2 separate regions of the Zea mays genome follow, and region 2 is linked to region 1. Evidence: chromatin contacts called from public Hi-C data. All regions are on one chromosome and are shown on one strand. Each heading gives the region's core, a stretch centred on a gene start, on an enhancer-like site or on the middle of the called end of the contact. The rest is flanking DNA. Distances are from core to core; before and after follow the strand shown.

Evidence for each region. A called contact is a pair of places that touch in the nucleus more often than the background predicts.
Region 2: a contact with region 1 is called in a Hi-C map of tassel, with 2.6 times the contacts expected there. The contact joins the promoter of LOC100284852 here to the promoter of LOC112136098 in region 1. A contact is called at or near these places in 3 of 25 Hi-C or Micro-C datasets (bundle sheath, ear and tassel).

Annotation. Positions count from the first base shown.
Region 1 is chr5:60,409,368-60,416,598 of Zm-B73-REFERENCE-NAM-5.0, forward strand. It overlaps LOC112136098, which reads right to left and starts at 3,830. Exons shown (of 6, transcript NM_001361255.1): 1 at 3,644-3,830; 2 at 2,792-2,897; 3 at 1,658-1,840; 4 at 915-1,397; 5 at 740-802; 6 at 170-436. The coding sequence starts at 3,670. The coding sequence ends at 432. LOC542050 reads right to left here. Exons shown (of 4, transcript NM_001111689.1): 3 at 6,651-6,779; 4 at 6,253-6,496. The coding sequence ends at 6,374. It also overlaps a transcript of LOC100283751 not described here.
Region 2 is chr5:60,602,945-60,609,238 of Zm-B73-REFERENCE-NAM-5.0, forward strand. LOC100284852 (glycosyltransferase) reads left to right here and starts at 4,969. Exons shown (of 2, transcript NM_001157747.2): 1 at 4,969-5,457; 2 at 5,569-6,294. The coding sequence starts at 5,334.

The DNA of each region.
Region 1 (7,231 bases), core at 2,580-5,079:
AATTGTTGCATGCCATGTGGGACTGAGGCAGGCTCGTGTTGGTATGGTATTGACAGGATACACGATAGTTGGAAGCAGCATACACAATAGCACAAACCGATGGTCGAAAATCTCGATTTCAGAATCCAGTTAATATTTTGATAAAATTCGTTGTACAAGCCAAGCCAAGCGGAGGAATTAGCCAAATCAATGCTGACGCGAACAACGCCGCTCCTAATGTTTCTTACACAAGCACGGCAATGTACAAGGCACGATAACGACGCCATCGCAGGGCATACCAGAAGACCAACCCATAAACTACCACAATATAAGACGAGAAGAGTAGAAAAAAGAAACAGCTAGATCAAAAGGTCCTCAAGCTCTTCATCAGTGCAGGTTTGACTGCCCATGAGCGTATGTACAAATGGTTGGTGCGCTGTGCATGACCCCGCTCAACCTGCTGAGGAAGAACACCAGTAAATACCAGAATGCATGTTTGTCCACCAGAAGTCGCCACTACGACAGAATGCAACTCAAATCAAGAGAAGATTCTCTTGGAGACTACATCGGCTAAATCCTTGGCATATAGAGTGATCTCAACCAGTACCACCCAAGAAAACACTAATACACATACCCGAACTACATTGTTTGTCGAATAAATGCTTTTATTACTCTGGGGACAATGCATGAAGATCATAGAATGCAGTATATGCTGTATTTATGGGGTCGTTGTGACAAACAAAAAAGAAGGATGAATCACCTGTATGGTCTCCCCCTGTCGAATCGGAGAAATTTGTTTCCGGGGTGAGAAATTGTGTTATCTCTGTAAAAAAGAATCCAAGACAAGACAAATAACTTATGCAGTAGAGGGGAGACAAAAAAGAAGACACTCAAAATCAGGAATAAAGAATTCAACAAATATCACTGGAAGGTACCTGCACTTTGGTTGAAATCGTCTCCCAAGTCCGGAAAGATGAAGCTTTGGGGCATTTGGTTCAAGAAGCTAAATGACGATGATTCCATATCCAGAATTGAATCGTTTAGTGGTTGCCCGTTCAGCTCTGAGCTACTGAAGGATCCACCACCAGATGCATCGCCTATTGACTGGCACGATTCCAGGAAAGTATTCCCACAGAAAGCAAAATCAGCATTGCTCGAATAGCAAGACTCGGTCTTTATCGTTGCACTTGTCTCGTTGTCTACACCATACAGCACAGCAGCTGCGTTCTGGTCTGACTGCAGACTAGTCGAAGCATCTATTCCATTATGAAGGCCATGCAAGTCTTTACTAGCATTGAGCAATTGATCGCCAGATGGTGTGCCATTTATTATACCACGCGAACTTCCATTGTGCATTATACCATCTGGCATTGCAGATCCAGGAGCAGTCTCTGGCAAAAAGCATGGATTTTGCTTCACTGAAACAAGTAAAGAAAGTGGCCATGTTAAATCACTGAAACTTGAAAGCGGCAATAAGATCTCATGGACAAAGACAAAACTTCAAACGAATGAATGGCAGACTTGTCTAGCTCATACAATGGTTAAATCACTTTGCAAAGTAAACATGTATGCCTGAGATTCCATCATATTGTTACAGGACTTCACTCGGCAAATCAGAAAACTCAGTTAAATAATGATGAACAATCGCTGATAAGAATGTTGGAAACAAATGTCTTACATAGGTTGGAGTTAGAGCCATTAGGAAGCGACATAGAAGGGATCCCTGAAGAAAATTCTTTATTGATAACCTCAAACTGATCCTGAAGAAGCTTGTTGAAGACCATTATTTGATTCTTAAGCATTAGTCTCATATAGTACGCCTTGAAAAACAGAGGATTTTGATGCTCAAGTTGTCGCCAAACTGATAAGAGAAAAAAAAGCGCCAATTAGCTAGCAGCCATAAGAGATTTCTTTAAGAAAAAAAGTAACCACATGCAAGGATGAAGATGAGTATTATTGGAAATTCTGAGAGCATCAGCGAAGCAAATGGAACTTCGTAAACTAATTTTCACTACTATACTATTTGTTGGTATCTTCATGGCTTAGCAGAAGTGTTAGATTAATTGTGTGTGTTTGTTGTTGTAATGAGCCTTGACCCAGCCCATGTACTTCCCTCTCTAATATATATACAACAGCCCACCCTATTTAGGGTTTCTAGCCTCTCAACATGGTATCAAAGCCAGGTTTCTCCCTCCCCTAACTGCCAGCCACCAGCAGCTCGCCGCCAGTTGCTCTCCGGCCATGGACGGCACTCCTCCCTCCCTCTTTTCAGCCCTTCCCTCCCCCACCCTTTCCCGTCACAACAGATTCAATTTCAATACAATACACTGCAAAATATTTTTTTCAGAAAAGGGGGTGGGTGTAGAAATGGAACTTGCTATCCAGTTTGTCATTAAGGTAGAATAATGGGTCTAAAGAATTTTTAAACATGATAAATGCTAACACTGAGCTTGCCATGTGCTTGTGCAAGGGTGGATGTTTTTTCATTATCCTAGTGCATAAGGATATTAGAAGACACCAACTGAGATTTCTAGAATACATGTTTGCCACTAAATCGGTACTTTTCGGGGAGCATACGACTACAATTGATACAAGAGTGAAGATAATTGTTTACTTAAACACATTGTACTAAGACTAAAAGGCTCAGCTATTGTGATATCTGTATTGCATCGTAGTACAAAATCACGGTTGTAACATTGGACTGACTGTAGAACCAGATATGCCCGGGGTTACATTGGACCAACTTCATGCAAGCAAGCAAGCAAGAGAGATGAGTTATCTCAGTGCACGAGAGGAGAGCAGCGAGCGTTACCAAGTTCAGTAATGCAGGGCTCTATCTTCGAGTGGTGGGAGAGGGCATCGACCACTTCTTTCTGGTCCATGTACATCTGAAGGCAGCGCAATATAAGACTCTGGACCTGTGTACAGCAGAAACCAGCAGCCGACGGAGCCAAATGAATTATCTTACCAATCCATCAAAAAATAAATACACACAGGAAGACGGACACTACGCGCAAAGTTCAGCGCGGGGCTATTACAGTACAGGATTCGCCGGGACCGGTTGCCTGTGACTCTGTGAGCACCACAAGCGCTTGTGGTGCTCACAGAGTTCGTTGCGCGCTTGTGGTGAACATGTTGAAGGGTATATGTAAAAAAAATTAAAAAAAAAAACAAATCTTAACCGGAGTTGTTGTTTCTTCTGCAGAGAAGCACTGAAGATGCATACCGATACGGAAGCTGGTGGTCAGTTTGGTGGACAGGGACATACAGCATGGTTCTTTCCAAAGCGGGGTTCTTCCACAAGAAGTACCTGGAAATGTACACCAACCAGATGCCACCGTCCATTCGCAGATATGTGGATGAGAACAGGTACAGCTGGTGTTTTCCTCCGAAACCCTAGAACTACCAATTTGAACATGGGCGCAGAAGGCAGCCGGAGGATGCACGAGTCGGTACCTACCAGCAATCAGCAGAGCCCGGGAGCAGAGCAGAGCAGAGCAAGATCGCAAAGGAACGAACAGGAGCAATCAAATCCGCGTGGATGGAAACGAGCTGGTAGCGAAGTGACGAGCCCACACAGACTAAGACTAGGAATGAATGGGAAAAAATGCGATCAACCTAGTCGTATGCCCTCGAGAGAGAGAGACGTGAATTCGGGACTGACCTTATGGAGTACCTCCTCGGTCGCCATGCCGGACGCCAGCCTTCCCCGTCCTGCCCTAGCGGCGAATGCCACCTCCCCCCGCGGACGGGGAATCCCAGCCTGCCTGCCTGCCTGTTCCGCGAGGAGAGGAGGGGTGGAGAGAGCAGCGGACGGCAGCTCGGTCTGTGTGTGTGGGTGTGAATTCTTCTTCTGTGCGATCAATCAACCAATCCACTTCCACTAGCAAAGAAAAGCGACCGAACGAGGTGGGTTGGGGCAAAAAAAAAAAAAAAAAAAAGGAAAATAAGGAGGTGCGTTGTCGCTGCTGCTGTAGCGGAGGAGAGCCCACTGTGCCTGTTCTGGAATCCGGGGCGCCCAGCATGTTGGGTCAGGGAATATTTGATACTGCAGCCAGCACCACCACTGATGAATCTTCTTTTCTTTTCTATCTTTTTCATCTTTCCATTCAGGCCAGTGCTATTGAATCTTTTTTTTTGTCCTGCACAAAGTTAGTATTTCACTGCTTGTTTTATCACTTTACCACTACCAGCTCAGCGCAGACTAGGCTACCAGAGACCAAACTTTGGGTTTAATCTTCTTTTTTCTATCTTTTTTTTATGTTAGTGTTGCTATTTGCATAATAAATATGCAAAAGACGCAGCACCAGTGCACCACCATCATCGTATATTTATCCTGCCAGACCAGACCAGAGTGCCCTTGCGTCCTGCCAGATCTGGAATCGGGCAGTGCTTCCGTATCCCACTCCGACAAATCTTCTTTCTCCAAAATCTCCACTCGCTCTGTGCGGTCTTTGTACTGGAGGCCACTCGAAACACCACCCTTTTTTTTCGCTTTCAGGAAACCGCACATTTGCACTGCCACCTGCATTCACGGGCATCCTCGTCATCGTCATCCTGTTGCTGCTGCGAAGTGCAGACATCCAACGGCCCCTGCTTGTGATTCTGTGAGAACAGTGTCTGAAAAGGAGAGAAGGAAGACGATGTGACTGTTGAAGCACTGCGCTCCAGTGCAAGGCTCGGGATTCCATTAATAAATAATAAAGATTGCTTAGGATTTCATTTTTAGAGGCTGGAGGCGCATACCATTTGACGGAACCCACCCTAACCACTCCATGAAGCTGCGTTCCTTCCTTGTTCCAGTCATGCATTCTTCATCCTGATAGCATACTTTCATCGCGTAACAGTAGGAGAGACCATTCAAGTCCAAACCATGCCGGCGTCTCATGTCTAGCACAAGGAGCAAAGGAGGTCCCCCAGTCAGCTTCAGGTTGCACAAACCACCCAGAACCACGTTGGACATGACCGTGCTCTCTGCAATGGCATCTCATTGTACAGCAAAAAAGGCAGCACAGAGATTTTATCAAAACTGACTGAAATCTGTCATAGAGCTCATCTGCGCCAGCGCGCAGCAAGATCTACATCTACATGTGGGCCTCACATCACAAACTGAGCTCTAGACAAAATAAACGCTCCACATTCGCACCTTATAATTTTAACGAAATTGACTGAAAATTATTTGGGTACGATTTAAAATGTCATAAAGCTACTCTATACTAACCGGTGTTGTAATTTAATTTGTTCAGGTCCCACCTTAAGTTAGTATACCACCTCAAATCAAACCAATATATATGTATACTGCAATATGTTGAAAATCCAACATCAAACCCAAGGGTTCAACCCATTCATACCTAAAAAACCCTGATCCCATCCCATCCAACATATTTTTCTATTAAAACAAATCTAACCCAATCCGCTAAGAATTTGTTTGGGTGCTCATATGTTGACCTCAACCTATATGTATTGGAGTGGGTTGGTGTGAAATTCAAACTAAATTTCACATGGATTAAGATCGATAAATGGACATCCAAAAAAGGCCTAAGTAAATCAACCCATTCCCACCCATCCAAAATGTACCCAATTGAGAACCTACCTAACCCATTAAAGTCATTTCAACCCAACTCATTACAGGCCTACATAGGAATCCCTACGAATAGCAATACTTCGAATATTTTTAGTGGTATATGGTTTGATCATTGTAAAGTAGTACAGTAGTACTGATCATTTTTTACATAGTATGACAGTGCTTAATGACAGAAATGCTACTAGTCAAGAATACAAATACTTACTGGTTTTTGACATAGTATGCTGCTGTTGCTCCTAGTGGTTCTGTAAATGCTGGTGTATTGGTAAAGAAGCATCCAGCTTCCATTTTCTCGTGTACTGGTAAACAAGCATTGACCTAAGGAGGTGATGCTGACTCCAACAGAGATCTCAGAAGTGCTTATGAGGAATGACGACACCGGGCCTTATTCGGTTCCTCAAGGGAAAGAAGGGTGATGCCAAGGATAGCGAAGGTGATGACTACAAAATTGCCCCAGTTGATCAAAATCTCAATGATGCAGGCCAATAATGGTGCAAAGTAGTGTGCATATCAAATATTAGTACCATATCACAAGAGCCAGAATAATCTGCTAAAAATGTATTGGTCCCATATTAATGACAGGTCTTTTTTGGAAATGCAGGGTACTCTAGTATCGTGATCCTTTGTTTCCTTCATAAAACCATATATCACACTATAAAATACATCTAGGCCCCCATGTATTCAGATGAGTATATGCAGCAACTAAAATGTCATTTTATATAAATAATCAATATTGTCAAAACCTACAGACATTCAGACAACAGGCTACAACAGGATGTTTTGCATACCAACACTGCTTCTCACAACAGATCAATCTTCAGAATTAGTATCAATCACATTTTCTCCTTGTACCACATTTTCCTCTCGTAGATCATACTCAACAACTAGACCAAGATTATCAACAAACTTGTGGTACACCTGGCACCCTGCACACTGTGTTATGCAGTGTATGTTAGAAAATATATTTACAGCATGTGTAAGAAAACGTCAATCATAAGAATCGTCTCATACAGCGATCCAAAATGATCATAGCATTAGGTTTGGAAATTACATTTGCACATAAATTAAGGCATGGAACAAAGTTTACCTGAAGAAAAATTGTCCCTCTTTCATAGGCTACTCTATTTATCAAGCGCTTGGTCCTTTCACCACATGCATTGCATGTAAATTGAACAAGCAAACTTCTTCTAGGAAGCTTTATATCAATAGTGGCTTCCTGAAACATCACACAAACAAAAAAATACATTCAGTACACTCTGCCTACAAACTAGTCTGTTGGTTGCCGCTTCACTTCAATCTATCAACAAATTGAGCATTTATTATTTATTTCTGAACCTAGTTTGATCCTCAATCAGCAAGCAACTTATTACATTGTCTTTCATGCAATAAACTACTGGATCAAACATAAAATGCAAGACCTTATCATTGTTTATTTTCCATGTTTTCACATATTTATGCTATTAACCTACCAAATTTACACTTTACAAACTGTGTTGTCTTTTGAATGCCTTAATCTGCAAGACACCCAAGCAATGGAAGACCTACAAGAAATGTACACTAAGTACAAACTCAGAAAAGAATTAGCAATTCCAAATGAACAACATTCGGATTGCATTCATATAGTTTACTAAAGCCAATCAGACAATGGACAAAGAAGATAGGATACTA
Region 2 (6,294 bases), core at 3,719-6,218, 190 kb after region 1:
AAACCGTGCGGGACTACGGTTACAAATTAACCAAAGTCCCTTTGCTATGTGATAATGAGAGCGCAATCCGCATGGCGGATAATCCCGTTGAGCATAGCCACACTAAACACATAGCCATTCGGTATCATTTTCTTCGGGATCACCAACAAAAGGGGGATATCGAGATTGCATACATTAATACTAAAGATCAATTAGCCGATATCTTTACCAAGCCACTTGATGAACAATCTTTTATCAAACTTAGGCATGAGCTCAATATTCTTGATTCTAGGAATTTCTTTTGCTAATTTGCACACATAGCTCATACGTATACCTTTGATCATATCTCTTTATATATGCTATGACTAATATGTTTTCAAGTATATTTCAAACCAAGTCATAGGTGTATTGAAAGAGAATTGGAATCTTCGGCGAAGACAAAGGCTTCCACTCCGTAACTCATCCTTCGCCATCGCTCCATGTCTCGCTCCATCTTTGGGGGAGAAAGCAAAAGGACTTCGTCTTTGGTATAATCTTAACTCATTTATTTATGACCAAAGGGGAAGAAAGTACTTCGAGGGCTCTAATGATTCCGTTTTTGGCGATTCATGCCAAAGGGGGAGAGAGTATGAGCCCAAAGCAAAAGGACCGCACCACCACCAATTTCAAAAACTTAGTTTTTCAAAAGAGTATTTTCAATTGGTATCTTATTGTGTTCAAAAGGGGGAGAAAGTAGTATTTCAAAAATGATATATCAAAACCCTCTTGAACACTAAGAGGAGGATCTCATTTAGGGGGAGTTTTTGTTTAATCAAAGGAAAAGCATTTGAAACAGGGGGAGAAAATTTCAAATCTTAAAAATGCTTCGTAAAATCTTATTCATTTACCTTTGACTAATTGCAAAAGAACTTTGAAAAAGATTTACAAAAGAATTTGCAAAAACAAAACATGTGGTGCAAGCGTGGTCCAAAATGTCAAAAACAAAGAAACAATCCATGCATATCTTGTAAGTATCTATATTGGCTCAATTCCAAGCAACCTTTGCACTTACATTATGCAAACTAGTTCAATTATACACTTCTATATTTGCTTTAGTTTGTGTTGGCATCAATCACCAAAAAGGGGGAGATTGAAAGGGAATTAGGCTTACACCTAGTTCCTAAATAATTTTGGTGGTTGAATTGCCCAACACAAATAAATGGACTAACTAGTTTGCTCTAGTGTATAAGTTATACAGGTGTCAAAGGTTCACAACAATCCAATTAAAAAGACCAAAGTTGGGTTCAAAATAGAGAGCTAAAGGCATCCCGAAAGGCTCCCTGGTCTGGCGCACCGGACTGTCCGGTGGCGCACCGGACAGTCCGGTGGCGCACCGGACAGTGTCCGGTGCACCAGGGGACTTCGCGCAGAACTCCTCACCCTCGGGATTTTCCAGGAGCCGGCGCGGTATAATTCACCGGACTGTCCGGTGCACACCGGACAGTGTCCGGTGCTCCAAGAAGACGCGGCTCTGGAACTTGGCAGCCTCGGGAAATCATAACGGCTGCTCCGCTATAATTCACCGGACATGTCCGGTGTACACCGGACTGTCCGGTGTAACAGCGAGGCAACGACTACTTCGCGCCAACGGTCGCCTGCAACAGCAATTAATGCGCGCCAGAGCGCGCAGGCGTTAGGCACGCCCATGCTGGCGCACCGGACACTCTACAGTACATGTCCGGTGCGCCACCGGACATCCAGGCGGGCCTAGAAGTCAGAACACCAATGGTCGAATCCCAACGGCATTGGTGACGTGGCTGGCGCACCGGACATGTCCGGTGTACACCGGACTGTCCGGTGCACCATACGACAGACAGCCTCCACCAACGGTCATGTTTGGTGGTTGGGGCTATAAATACCCCAACCACCCCACCATTCATTGCATCCAAGTTTTCCAGCTTCCAACCACTATACAAGAGCTAGCATTCATTGCAAAGCACACCAAAAGAGATCAAATCCTCTCCCAACTCCACACAAAGCCTTAGTGACTAGAGAGAGTGATTTGTAGTGTTCATTTGAGCTCTTGCGCTTGGATCGCTTCTTTTCTTTGGCATTCTTTCTTGTGATCAAACACTCACTTGTAATTGAGGCAAGAGACACCAATTGTGTGGTGGTCCTTGCGGGAAGTTTGTTTCCCAAGTGATTTGAGAAGAGAAGCTCACTCGGTCCGAGGGACCGTTTGAGAGAGGGAAGGGTTGAAAGAGACCCGACCTTTGTGGCCTCCTCAACGGGGAGTAGGTTTGCGAGAACCGAACCTCGGTAAAACAAATCCACGTGTCACACTCCTTATTCGCTTGCGATTTGTTTTGCACCCTCTCTCGCGGACTCGATTATTATTTCTAACACTAACCCGTCTCGTAGTTGTGTTTATATTTGTAAATTTCAGTTTCGCCCTATTCACCCCTCCTCTAGGCGACTTTCATAAACAACCTCAACAAAGAGAGATTTAATTAGGCACAAATAATATCAATGCTGAAAATAATAATACACTAAAACCCAGACTGTCACGTTGTCTCAATACACCGCTATCATCATCGAGCACACAAATCCGCCCACAACAGTGCAATCACACCCAAGTATTTAATACTAGCAGATTGCATAAAATTAAACAGTAAATAAAGTGAGACAACGAATAACTCACAACACGTAGATTGTCTACGTGGGAAGACCAGCTCAGCGAACACAAGGTTCTGTCCCAGAAAATCAATTCCGCCGCCCACGTCCGGCAGGGGCGTAGACAATGGGTGGTCCGGGTGGGCCACGGCATATCCTAAGCCGGCCCACCAGCCCACCAAGATCCATATAAAAAATACTGATATATATTATATTTGCATTCTAATATATACATTTATAGACTTAAATGTTAAATCTACAGTGTTATATTTTGAACTATATACTAAATTATTATATATTAAATTAAATTATTTATAAAAAAAATTTAATGGCATACCTCATGGAAAAATTCTAGCTACGCTACTGACGTCCGGGCCTGCACGGCGGGAGGTTGACGGAGATACTAGAGCCGCTGCCGGAGCCGAGGGAGACGTCCACGACACCAGCCCGAGAAGACGAACACCACGCAGCAGGGAGCCCAGGCACCAGGCCACAGTGGACAATAATCAGAACAGACAGAGCACCACACAGGTGCACTGGTGAGACAACGGAGCGCAGGAGAACCGCGCTGCGCACAAGCAGGGCCACCTCCACCTTCTTCCACCAGCAGGATTAACACTAGAACACCAAAAATCGAAGGAATCGATCCAAACCGTGACTAGAACCGAGAGGAGGAATAGGAACAGAGAACTAGCGATTTTAGGCGAGGTGTTGAGCAGGAAGCAAATCTCCATAGTTATGGAGCCGAACTAGAGGAGGTTGCGCAGTTGACTGCCAGGAATTCGCGAGCGCCGAAAGACCAGGCTGCAGCGCGCCGCCGCCAGGAAAGCCAACTTCCTTTTCGCTACATCCTCTCTTGCTCTCACGGCATGACATTTCCGTGCCCTAGGACACGTGTTCCTGAAAGGGCTGCTCAGCCAGCCTTTCTTCCAGCCGGCTGGGTTGGGCTGCTCGGCCTTTTGGGCCTTGTAGCGGCCCAGCCTGGCTGGCCATAATTTTTTTTATTTAAATAAAGTGAAAATCATTTAAATGGACAACAAAGATATCTCATTTAATTGGGTTGTACATGTTCTAACATAACAAGTCATTAACATAATAAGTCAACAGTTTTGGACTTCCCAACATAAAATGAGCATCCAATTAAATAAATTGTTGCGATTTTATTGGGTGTTCGCCAGCGATGCCCTTTTTCATGTACAGGCCGGGCAGTTAAATAACCGTAGTGATGAGCAAATAGGAAGGTCGCGCTACTTTTGCTTTCTGACAGTCTGTTCAGCTCCTTGTCGGCTGTGGCATTCGATGCCGGATGGAATTGGCAATGATGATCATCTACATCTTTTTGCAAAAACCTCACGGTTGTAAACCACGTATCTTGCAGTTCTTTTGTCCCTATCATCATCATCAAACCCACCCTAATGATCTACGTCCACACTTGGGTCAGCATTCTAACCCTTTTGCTAAGGGTGTCGGGGTGATGTGCTTGACGAACGATAGACCATGTTCAATAATCTATCTATATATATAGTCATCCAAAATACCATTTTGTATCGTAGTTTATAGAGTGAAATTTAAATATAAATATGAAGTAGGGACAAACTGCTGGATATAGTCTTAGGGCTTGTTTGGGAGCAAGTGAAATGAAGGGGATTGAGGGTGCTATAATTCCTCACTATTTAAAATTGAATAGTGGGGTATTCTAGCCGCTTCAATCCTCTCCATTACTCTTCCTCCCAAATAAGCCCTTAGGTGCTAGCGTGCCACGCCATGGCGTTATTAGTATGGCATGTTAATCGTGCGTTGACGAGCAAGCTGGGAGGGAAGCAGATGGCACGGCCGTGCGGCTCCCGGGATTCAAATATCAAGCTTCTAGAGTGTCCGGAAGCCATACGATGATAATTGATACCGTCATTACGAGGCTGGCTCAGATGCCAGTTGATGATGGGATGACCTGGGCTGTCTAGCACGAGACGTGGATTGGGTTACGGCGTTTGCAAGGCAGGGCCAAGCACGTGCGCGCACGGAAGCTCGCGAATTGACAGCACACAGCCACTGCCACAGTACGTACAGCAACACCGCAACGCACGCACAAGCCGCGCGCGCCTCTCTGCCTGCAAAGGTCCCGTGTCCCGTCCGGCCGGCCGGGCGAAACAATGCTGGTGACGCTTGGCTCGCCGCCGGCCGCCGCGCCATGTCTCAGTGCTACTACTGTCCGTGTCCGTGGACTGCGCTCCGCACTGTGGCGGGGCACCGACCGATCCCACCCGCCGCGTTGAACGAACCCATCATCAGCGCAGCGGGGCGCGGGCATCTATTCTACCGTTCGTTCGCCGATGGATCGGATGGGTGGGTTGGTACGCTGGGCTGGGGCCGGCGCGTCGGCTGTAGGCTCTGTAGCGTAGCTTGCTTGCTTGCCGTAGTGGTTGCCGTGGCACGCAGGCCCCATCGGCCTCGCATCCTCCCCTCCCCGGGACCGGGACACCCCGCGCCCGCACCCGCGAACCATCGGGCGGGCGTCAACCACCCACCAAACTCGTTTCTGGTTGCGCTGCCCGCCGCGGGGTCGCCATCGGCGGACGCGAGCGAGCCCAATCCCTCCCGGCCTCGGCCTGCCTTCCATTAATACCCTCTCCACCGTCGCTACTGCAGCTCGCGTCGCTTCCAGATCCAGCGGGCGGAGGAGGGGGTGCGGTGCGGCCGTGACCATGAAGCAGCCGAGGGGCCGGCAGGAGCCGCGCCGGGTGGGCAACGCCGCCATGGTCGTCACCATGGTCGTCTCCCTCTGCGTCCTCACGTACATCAAGGCGCGATACTGCTCCAACCCTTTCCGTACGTCTCCGCCTCTTCGATTCCTCCTCCTGCTTCTTCGATTCCTCCTCCTGCCTGCCTTCTCCTCCGTCCATCCACTAACCGTCCCCACCGCGGGCTACGACGTTGCAGCCAAGGCGGTGGCGGAGGTGGAGGTGGACGAGGACTACGACAGCACGCGGTACAAGCTGACGGGCCCCGTGGGCGAGGAGGACTTCGACCCGTCCCGCCCCACCTGCTACAACACCAGCAAGCGGTCGGAGCGGTGCGCCGCCGTGGGCGACATCCGCGTGGACGGCAACCACTCGCGGATCTACATCAGCCCGCTGTCCCGCGAGTGGCGGACCAAGCCGTACGCGCGGCGGCACGACGCCGTGGCCATGGACGACGTGCGCGAGTTCACGCTGGTCCCCTTCGGCGGCCCCAACGACACGGCCGTGCCGCCGCTCTGCACGCGCACCCACTCCGTCCCGGGCTTCCTCTTCTCCAGCGGCGGGTTCGCGGGCAACCTGTACCACGACTACGCCGACGTGCTGGTGCCGCTCTTCGCCAGCACCAACCACCTGGGCGGGGAGGTCCAGTTCCTGCTGGCCGACATCAAGGACTGGTGGGCCGACAAGTTCCGCCCGCTCTTCCGCCAGCTCTCCCGCTACGACGTCATCGACGTGAACAACGACCGCGAGGTGCACTGCTTCCCGCGGATCATCATCGGCTCCACCTTCCACCGCGCCATGGGCATCGACCCCTCGCGCTCGCCCGGCGGCGTCACGGTGGCCGACTTCAAGCGCCTGCTCCGCCGCGCGTTCCGGCTGGAGCGCGCCGTCGCGTCGCGGTCGGGGGCGCCCCGGCGCCGGGACC